2 separate regions of the Pan troglodytes genome follow, and region 1 is linked to region 2. A link is a contact called in public Hi-C data. All regions are on one chromosome and are shown on one strand. The core of a region is the stretch at or near the end of the contact, and the rest is flanking DNA. Distances in the headings are between cores, read along the strand shown.

Evidence for each region. A called contact is a pair of places that touch in the nucleus more often than the background predicts.
Region 1: a contact with region 2 is called in a Hi-C map of stem cell-derived neural progenitor cells, with 2.5 times the contacts expected there. The contact joins the enhancer-like site here to the promoter of PRAG1 in region 2. A contact is called at or near these places in 1 of 7 Hi-C or Micro-C datasets (stem cell-derived neural progenitor cells) and 1 of 1 datasets of contacts at active chromatin or transcription factors (stem cell-derived excitatory neurons).

The regions. Positions count from the first base shown.
Region 1 is chr7:14,581,190-14,586,276 of NHGRI_mPanTro3-v2.0_pri, reverse strand. No RefSeq gene overlaps it. Among named protein-coding and RNA genes, the nearest start is that of CLDN23, 100 kb to the left of the region's middle. Within about 2 kb of position 3,611, at least 6 of the 24 cell types and tissues checked have an H3K27ac peak or open chromatin away from gene starts, as enhancers often do. A contact at or near this core is called in stem cell-derived neural progenitor cells, where this site is marked.
Region 2 is chr7:14,369,296-14,374,683 of NHGRI_mPanTro3-v2.0_pri, reverse strand. PRAG1 (PEAK1 related, kinase-activating pseudokinase 1) reads left to right here and starts at 3,202. Exons shown (of 6, transcript XM_001136236.8): 1 at 3,202-3,368.

The DNA of each region.
Region 1 (5,087 bases), core at 2,362-4,861, 210 kb before region 2:
ACTCTCAAACCGAAGTACTTGTTTGTTCAAGTCCATGATATCAAATGGGATAGTATTTGCATCGAACCTCTGCATATCATCGCATATACGTTAAACCATCGCTAGACTACCTATAATACTTAATACAGTGTAAGTGCTATGTAAACAGTTTTTATAACATATTATTTAGGGGATAATGACAAGTTCGCACATTTTCAGTACAGATTCGATCACTCATTTTTTTCAAATACTTTCCGTCTGTGGCTGGTGGAATCCAGATTCAATCTGTGGCTGGTGGGAGAACCCATGAACACAGAGGGCTTACAGTACTGTAATATTAATAATATAAATTATGTTACTATTAGATATACAGGTTAGAATTGATACAATTTATAGAATCTTATGTACTATTCATCAATATGCTTATTTTGATAACACATTTCTTATCTACTATATGCACTAGTATCATCTAAAGCCAAAATTTGCTAATACCAGAAGAAGGAAATAATAAATATTTGAAGATGAGGAATCTTGCTCTGTCCTTATATACTGGTCTTCATAGAAAACTATTTTCATTCATCTTAGACCCGGCATTAAAGGTCTGGCAGAAGCAGAGCCCAGAGAAGTCCTCAGGCATGGGGTTTTGCCTGGCAGGTGTTGGTATGGCCAACCAACAGGGTCACAGTGGGTCACTGCCCGAGTTGATGCTAAGTTCCTTTCCAGGGATTGCATGGCTTCATTCCAGAAGTGTTATTTCCTCGTCTCTTAGACTTTACTTCCACGGTTAAGAGAAGTGATAAAGTGGCTCATTCATGTAGGCTTTCTGTGGAGAACTAAAAGCAAAGATGGGCCCAAGGTGTAATCAATCAAGCTTTTCCATCAGAATCAACTCCATATTAAAACAGACATCCTGATAAATGCAAATAATCCATAAATTCTTACTAAATAAGATGGTATTTTAAAAGAAATTATAAAACTCACAAAGGATTTTAAAAATAACATATGCCCACACTGTACTTAATTTTACATCAACATTGATCCTGAGACAAGCCACCATTTCAAAAGGGGATGGAGCAGAAAAGAAAAACTCTAAATTACATGTAGATATTGATTAAAGGCAAAATTGATTAAGGCAAACTGATTTATAAAGCGCACACACACACACACGTATATATATATATATATATATATATATATATATATATGCATGCTTTAGAATTGAGCAAGTAAGTTTTAACTGTGATGGGTCGATTCTTAAGTCTGATTTTCTCTGCCAGGACTCAGTAGAAAGCTCACCCCCAATCATTTTAATAGGGTCCAAATATTTTGGGAACTCTTTAACCCTTGACTTCAGTATGATGTGGTCTTAGAGAAGTTCTGGAATAAAAGCATGTGACCCTCAACTTCAAGTGAGAGGGTATGACTTGAGTCACATTGAATGTGACACTTGAGGCTATAATTGTCCTGCCCTTATTTAAAAAAAAAAAAAGCTTATATTTATTGAGTGTTTACTAGTGCCCAGCCCATGCCTCCTCTTATTTAATCCTCACAATAAACAAATGATTTAGGTTCAACTATTTTTTTCATTTTACAACTGAATAAATGAGGCTCAGTGATGTTAATTAAATCACCCGAATATGTTTCACAAAGCCACAGTAAAAAGAAATAAACAAAAACCAGTTGTTTTTCAAGTGCCTTGGCAAAGTCAGTTCTGTTCCCTGTGTACCCCGGATTCCCTGCCTGCTGTTGTCAGTTTCGGAGGACAAGCAAGACTCACTCCACTTTGCTAAACCAGGCAATGTCTACTTTTTCATAGCACTAGGTACTTGAAAAGGAATGTTAATTAAAATGAATCCACAAGTTCCAGTTTCAATAATAAGAATGGGTCATATTTCATAGTGAAGATGCTATGTTGACAACAAACACTTATCAAGTATAAAATAACCACAACTATATATATATATATTTTGAGACAGGGTCTCACTCTGTCCCCCAGGCTGGAGTGCAGTAGTGCCATCACCGCTCACTGTAGCCTCTACCTCTCTGGGCTCGGGTGATCCTTCCACCTCAGCTTCTCGAGTAGCTGGGACTACAGGCATGTGCCAACACTCCCAGCTAATTTTTGTATTTTTTGTATAGAGTCGAGGTCTCACCATGTTGCCCAGGCTGGTCTCGAACTTGTGGGCTCAAGCAGTTTGCCCACCTTGGCCTCACAACGTGTTGGAATTACAGGTGTGAGCCACCATACACACTCAGGTGCTCACAATCATTTTTAAAAGACAGATTTGTGTGTAGTTGGTCTTATTTTCCCAGGATATGGCACATATGTTGGTGGGCTTTGGATCAAGCCTAACATCTGAGAAGATGGTAAGATGAATTTGATTTACATTTCTAGAAACTGATTTTTTTCCCCTCAACTGATAAGTTAGCTGACAAAGGGGAAGGAAACAGGTCAACTATAGTTTGATACCAAATTACCCTCATTATATTAAAAGAATAAAGTGATGACTTGAGCTCATGTAGATCAAAGAGAGAATGTATTGTCACTATATTCTTGTTGTGGACATTGTTTGACCACAGCGTCGTGAAGAAGCTGGAGCTGACATAGCTGATTGACCCACATGAATGTGGAAGTCGGGTTCTCCCCAAAACATGCTCAGTCAGGACCGGGCCACAGAAGTGAGGCTAACCTGGGCTTCTCACCTGAGAATAGTAACATCGTAGTAATGAAGGCTGATGAAGCAATAGAAACAGGTGTTCATCAGATATTTTCCTAGAGATCTCCGGATCTCAGCCCACCGAGGCAATATGATCATGTCAAAGTGATTCTGCCTCCCCTTCCCACGATCATGATGCAACTTTTGTTTGTTTGCTTCTTATTTACTGAAGGAGTTAAATTTTCAGTTTCCTCAGGAAATTATGCAAAACCTCATTTCCTGTAAAAAACACATCCCAGAGATTCAGATTTTACATCAAAAGTAAATATAAGGGATTGAGATTACTATCTATATTTTGAGCTGAGTCAAAAATTGTCAAAGAATGTGATTAAGTATGGCTATTTAAAATAAAGTAACAATTATAGAATACGTCTTATTTCATGGACTTTGGAACGCAAATACACCAGAATACAAGGACACTCATTTTTTTCCCTTTGTTTTGTTTTATTCCTCTCTCTCTCTTTTTTTCTGTCAGTATGCAACTAGCTGAACAGTTTTATAAATAGAAGGAAGTATCACCATTTTAGGAAATATAATAGAGATAAATATGGAACAATAGGAGACAGGTGCTAGATAGGAACACGTGGGCAGTCCTGTGTCTGCCATTAGCTATTCATGAAGTTCTGGGATTCCCAAATACACATCTAACAGTGATAGTCATACAGCTCAGAGGGAATCAGGAGACATCCTGGAGAAATAATTGTCTATGAGAAATTGCCAACACCTAAGTATAAATTAAATATAATCTTGACTAAGCGTTCCCTGTCATTAATCATTGTGCAACGTCGCTCCCATGACCTCCGGGCAGCATTAAACTCCAGGAAACTTTCCTGGCTCTGTTCTAAAGACGTTGTGTCTGGGCCAGGAGACTGTGGGAAATAGCTTCTGCCCAGAGGATGGGGGTGGGTCTGGTATTCGACCCACCCCTCGACCCCTTCAAGCCCCAGGAAGACAGACATTTCCACAGTCTCTGGGTCTAAAGATGACTAAGTCACGGGAGTAGTTTCTCATGCTGTTTCAGTGCTATCAGCTCACAAGGAATCTGCAAACACCACAGAGACAATTCCCTCTGGAAATAAGGCTCAGGCAGTCTGCTTGGAGAACCAGAGACTGAAGAATCCTGAACGAATATCCAGAAATCATAATGCTATCTGCTTTGAAAGTAGTATTCCACACACAGCTTTAGTTTACAGTGAGTATTCACAGACAATTCAGGGACCTCCAAGGATTCAGAATTATATACCGTGGCAAGATTGTACACTTTACATCAGGGACAAAATGGTGCTAAAGTCCAAGCCCAAGCGTTCTCCATTTCGGTGCACACTGAGTGATTTCATGTTCTCTCTTATTTTGCCACCCACTGAGGGAAGCGGTTAATTTAAAAATATGAGGTTACTCCCCAGTCACAACCACTGCCCTGGTTTCCTGCCCGGCCGTGCTTCAGGCGCTGGGTGCTCGCACGACCTTGACCAATACAAAACTAAATCAGTCAAGACTCGAACACAAGTCCTGAATTTTGGCTCTTGTTTAAACCTCAGAATCTGACCCTCCCTCCACGTGGCTCCTGTCCTGCCCTGCAGTGCGTGATATTATTTTTGTGCACTCTCCTCTCTTTGCCTTGCTTTGGCTGCTGCCCTATCTGATAGAGACCTAGGGTTGGCTTTCACTCAGTTCCATTCCAAAGCTGGAAGAGGAGGAAAACAAGCTAGTTGCAAACCGTTCAGATGGCCTAGTCCAGGTTTAAAAACATTGCATCATGCACTCCTGTGGATGCAGGGCCAGCCGTCTAATCCTATTCTCTACCAACAGTTGGTGAGGGCTGGAAGTTGGCCAGTAAGCCGGTCATGTGTCCTGGGGCCAAGGATTGCATTGGATTGTTTTCCATGAAGGGAGTGGGTTCCAGGAAACTCAGTAGTGAGGAAAGCAGGGAAACGTTGCAAATATGCGGAATCTGAAGTGGTTGAGCCTGAAAAGAGGCATCCACACCAAGGTGGCAGAGACGGCCCTGAAGCACTGTCACAAGAGCTGCAGATCTGAGGCCAGATGATGGCAAAAGGCAGTTCCATGGGTTAAAAAAAGAAATGTGTGAAAAGTGCTTTAAGAAAAATTTTTGTGGATAAGCACTCAAAAAATGGTAGCTGTAAGGTTAATGTTTAAAGTAAGAGAGTTCTAGACCGTTCTTCTGTCCTTGTAATCATGCTCCTTTGAAAAACCGTATTTTTTTTCTGCCTATCTAGTTTCCACGTTAGGACAGGGGTAGTTCCCCATTAGGATTAAAACAAGCATTTTAGAGTTGGATTGCCTGGATTTGAGTTTCAGCTCTGCCATTTGCCAGCTGTCTGACCTTGGTCAAGGTAACCTGTTTGAGTCTCATTTTCCTAAGGTGGTAGA
Region 2 (5,388 bases), core at 1,953-4,452:
GCCTAATTCCAAACTACCTTACTTTACTCACCCCAAAGCACTCCCAGCCTTAACCTCTTGTCCCAGTTTCCTAAAATATAACTGCTCTTGTACGGAATGGTGCCGCTGGACTAAAACTCTGACGAGGAATTGCTGTTCTTCAAGGTCTGGTCTGTATCAGGGAGCCCACGCCCTGCAGTTAAAAGTGTCATAAAAATGGACTGATAAGTAGCTAGAAGCAGAATGCTGTGTCTACACAAATTACACTGCATTGCAGGGTACAGTTTGGAAGTTCAAGCAAGAATTCTTTATGAAAATGAATGAGCTTACCGTAGCTTGACTGAGGATATCATATACTTAACAGTCACTGGTAGAGCACTGCCTAAGAGTGTGGGTATTTTATGTGCATCTCAGTGACTCCTTTGAAGTGTTTCTTGATTCTTTTCATTAGGCAAGATGAAGTCGTCTCTATGGCCATGTTGCTGGCTTTTAAAAAGATGCACATTATATGTCAGCAACTACAGTATAATGCATTTACTTTGTGTGAGCACAGCAAACCACTTAAGAACACACTTTATTTTGTAGACACACTGAATTTACCCTTCAAGTACTGCCCCATGCCACAGAACTACAAGTCTTGCCACATTATGGCTTTCTCTTATAATTATGCTCTTTAGCCTGTTCATGTATTAAGAATAAATTAGGGGCCGGGTGCGGTGGCTCACACCTGTAATCCTAGCACTTTGGGAGGCCGAGGCAGGCAGATCACTTGAGGTCAGGAGTTCAAGACCAGCCTGGCCCAACATGGTGAAATGCTGTCTCTACTAAAAATAGAAAAATTAGCAGGGCATGGTGGTGGCCGCCTGCAATCCCAGCTACTCAGGAGGCTGAGGCAGGAGAATGGCTTGAACCCGGGGAGTGGAGGCTGCAGTGAGACAAGATCTTGCCACTTCACTCCAGCCTGATTGAAAGATGAAACTCCATCCCAGGAAAAAAAAAAAAAGAATAAGTTAGGTAAAGAGAAGAAAATAAAGTGCAAAAGTAAGTGCCTCTTTTATGTGTTCAGCACAGCCTTTATTCTGTGAGGTCAGTGTCTCTCTTACAGAGGAAAGAAGTGAAACATTTAGCCTGAATCCTGAGAACCAGGAACTTCTCAAACATCTTAGTTTGCCCTCTCCCAGTGTAAATGAATTGCACACTTTCTGAAGTCACTTCTGTATTTCTCCAGTGCAGACCACTTTGTACCTACCTGTTTAATCAACATCTTCCCCTCTTGAGTCTTGGTAGGGTCTGGATCTTTCAGCTCTGTTGGATGCTCATGAAGTGTAACCAAAGTTTCCCTTCCTTTTTTTTTTTTTTTTTTTTTGTTTTTTTGAGACAGGGTCTTGCTCTGATACCCAAGCTGGAGTGTAGTGGTGCGATCTCAGCTCACTGCAACCTCCACCTCCCTGGCTCAAGTGAGTCTCCTGCCTCAGCCTCCTGAGTAGCCGGGATTACAGGCGCCCACCACCACACTCGACTAATTTTTGTATTTTTAGTAGAGATGAGGTTATACCACATTGCCCAGGCTGTTCTTGAACTCCTGACCTCAGGTGATCTGCCAGCCTCGGCCTCCCAAAATGCTGGGATTACAGGTGTGAGCCACCGCGCACGGCCAGTATTTGTTCAAATGATTTCTCTCCACTTAGGGAAGAGAGAAAAATAGGGCTGGACTACCTGCACTTGGCAAGGGCGGAGTGGCAGAGTAGACTTGCCTACCAGCGAAGCCAGACAGCCTTTGGTTCCAATCTTAGTACTACCACTTTTCAGCTGAGGAACCCCAGCAAATTGTGAGGCCCCCGAGCCTCAGTTTTCTTATCTGTAGAATGGGGATAATGATGCTCTCCTCATAGGATTGCTTAGCGCTGGGTAGGTCCTTAAGGAATGTCCATTGCACTCCCATCCCTCTACAGCTTCCCCCAGATTCTATCCTCTTAGGAGGCATGGGTGTCACTGGAACATGAGGAAGAATTCCCTGGATCCTTTTTTCCCTTTCCTCACACAGAAGCCAAACCTCAAATACACATCTTCCCTCTCTGTCCACACCCACAGCAGCAAAGAGGAGAGCCAGGGATCTGGGGGTGGGGGTGGGGGCCCATCTTCCTCCTCTCGGTGGGTGGGGGCTCGCAGGCTGATTGGCAGACGACCTTCACTGGAGTCAAAATAAACTGCCTTCCTGGGGAGGGGATAGAGGGCGAGAGAAGCCGCAGGTATTGTGTTTTTTGGGGGAGGGGGGTCCTCTTCCTGTTCCATTTCACTGAATTCTCCCCACCCGGCATGGCCCTGGGAGGTGACCATAGCCCTGGCTCCCCGAGAAAATACCCAGGTCAAGCTACAGGACTGACTGGGTCCTAAGCTATTATACTCCCAGTTAAAAGATTTTTTTAGCCCGAGGACTATCTCGAACTCCTTCTATCTCAGTGAATGACTCACTGGAATCGGTGTAAACACAGGTGTATTACTGGCCTGCGGAAGACTTGGATGTCCCAGCACGGTAGAAGGCCAGGTCCCTGCAGTGCAACGCTTGCATTCTACATCCAGAAAACTAAAGTTCAAAGAGGTTAAGCAATTTGCCAGAATCCTGCAGTCCAGGGACTGAGCGGAACCTGGAATCCGCCACCGGGACTTCCAGCCCTGCTCCCTCTGGCGCCACCCTCTTCCCAGAGGTAGGGAGAGCTCAGGCTCGCTGTGCTCACGTGGCTTTCAGAGCCCGCCTCGGACCCTGACCTGTATTCCACTCCCGACCCCACACTTCCTCGTTTCCCCTTCCTTCTCCCTCTCTTCCCAGGGTCCCGCAGGGCCGGCTGGATGAAGTGATGCCGGGCACCTATACACGCATGATGGCAAAAGGAGGACTGCAACGCCAGAGCTCGCCCCTGCAGAGCTGTGCAGGGTCCCCACCGAGGAGGGGGTGCAAACGGGTGCTGGGCTCGGGGGTCAGCCCGCGCCAAGTCTGGGGCTGGGGGCGGAGCCTGCCGGTCCGGGGCGGGAGGGTGGGCAAGAGAGGGAGTCCCGGGGCCTGGAGACTTTGGAGGAGTCGGGGCCCTGGGGGTAGGAGACCGCCGGGTGGGAGCGGCAGGCGCAAGCCGGGCGGCGGGGCGCGCGGGCCAGGCGGGGCGGGGCGGCGGCAGGGACTGCGGAGGTGCGGCGTGAGCTGGGGCGGGCGGCGTCACCGGAGGCGGAGGGGGCGGAGCCGCGCTCGCAGCTGCCACCCGGCCGCCGGGCCCAGGCAGACGCCACCCGCCCGCGGCCGGGCACGCACCGCGCGCAGACCTTCTGCGAACAATGCTCCGGCCGGGCGGCTGGCGGCTCGGAGACCGACGGAGGGGCCAGGGGAGCGCAGCCCAGAGGTGAGCCCGCGACGCGCTCTCCAAATTCGGCCTCTTTTTGTCTGGCGAGCGTGGTCGCAGAGGGGAGCTTTGGAGGGGCGCTGCGATCGCCGAGCGGGCGACCCCCGGGGTGACAGGCGACCGCTCGGGAAGTGGGCAGTGCCGGGGCCGCGTGAGCCCGGGGTGGTGCCCGAGGTGCAGGGAGGCGCCCGGCCGGGAGGACCGAGGAGCTGGAGGGTGTTTTTGATTCATTCGAGAATCGCGCTCTTTAAAACGGGGAAACTTTCCTACGAGTTCCAGGAGGGAGGACCGACTGTTGGGATGGTTTCTCTGGTCTTGCTGCTCTGTCTGCGGCCGGAGGCTGAAGCGCTTTGAGGACTGCTTTCCACCGCTAGAGTATTGTCAAGGGGGAGAGACGGAAGGCCGCCTGGCTGCTGGGACCAGGACCCGGGGGGATGGTTTGGGGGTGCAGGGTAGCTCCCAGTATGCAGCAGCGGGGCTCCAGAGGCAACGAGATGATGCCCTTTTCCCCGAGCCCTGGCTGAGCCCTCTGAAACGCATGCTGTGAGCACGTTATTAACCTTTGCTGGTATCCGGGGACACACACACTTAGAACATAGAATCCTCTGCTGGGCATGGAGGCGGCCGGGCATTCGCAGCGGAGAGCGCCAGCTCACGGTGTGTGCGTTTCTCTCAGGTAAGCTCTCCCTGCACATGGTTTTGCAGAGCCGATAGCAAAGCCCAGTGGTCTAGGGGCGAGGAGTTTTGCGATGCTTTCAGTGCGGAGTCAGGTTCAGAAGGCTTTCCTGATCACTGGCCTGAACTATCCTTAACAACTCCTCTCCCCTTCCCTTTCTGAGAAGAAAATTTGACAGAAAGCCCTAGGGAATTCCGCAGTTATTTTTCTCCTGAGGTCTGATTGGTTTCGACTGTGGTGGGTGCAAAACCACATTCCTCCCTCTGAGATTTTCTTTCTTTCCTCCAGCACTGGAGGAAGAAAAAAGAAAAGGAAAAGTTGGGTGAATATCGTAATTTACCCTCTGCGTGAGTAGGGAGGCAGGGGGCTAGTGGGTGGTAAAGTTGTCACTTTCTCCTTTCTGCCTGGTCAACCCTGGCCAGTGGAGTGTGCTGAAGTTCAGACACTTTCCACACATATTTCTTTCCTTTTACTGGCGTTGCATTAATTTAACTGTAACATACAGAAAAAAATTTTAGGTGAATGTTTTCTGCAATTCTGTCACTTCAGAATAAGGCATAAGCAACTTCTGATGTAAGTCTGAGGGGGTATTTTGGGCCAAAATATTTAATCTTAAAGATCTGGCCACCTTGATTCTTCAGATTCTTTTTTGAAATGGGGTGGGAGTGTATCTGACAGCTTCAGTCTTGCAAACTGTAGCCACAAATCTAGTGCAGAAGTTTGCAGAGGCAAAGACATTTTTTTCATGACTTGGATCAGAAAGAATGCTGAGCTCTTTTTTCTAATCTGACACTGCAGCCTCCTACTGAAATGGGGGGGATTTGCATAATTCTGGGGGCTGCCTCCCCTCAGAAGTAAGGAATGTGGGCTGGGAAGTGCCTTCCCCATGCTGTGGAGAGCTGGCACTGCTGCGCCAGGCAAGGCGAGGCAAGGCTTTGTGGGTGCCACTTGTGTTTCTCACCATCTTTTACTTAAAACAAATAGGAGATAATTCCAGGCACAGAAGTGCAACGGGAAAAGAGTTTTTTTTTTTTTTTTTTTTGGCTGCATGCGGTGGTAAATTCTGTTTGCTGCGACTGAGAAACCAGTTTTAACAGGATGCAGTGAGTCAATGACAGTGGGAAGCCCAGGGCTTCATTTGTTCTTTTCTTATTCAATGACTTCCCTTTAAAAATCTTTGCGTCCATCCGTCCCCGGCAGTCGTGTGATGAAAGTTGCCTCTAAACATCCAAGGATTTCTGAGCTGAGAATGGGAGCAAAGAGTGCTCGTAAACTGATGAGACATTCTCAAGGAAACTTCCCCCACGCTAGCAATCCAGATCCTTCCACACTCCCAGGGCTGTG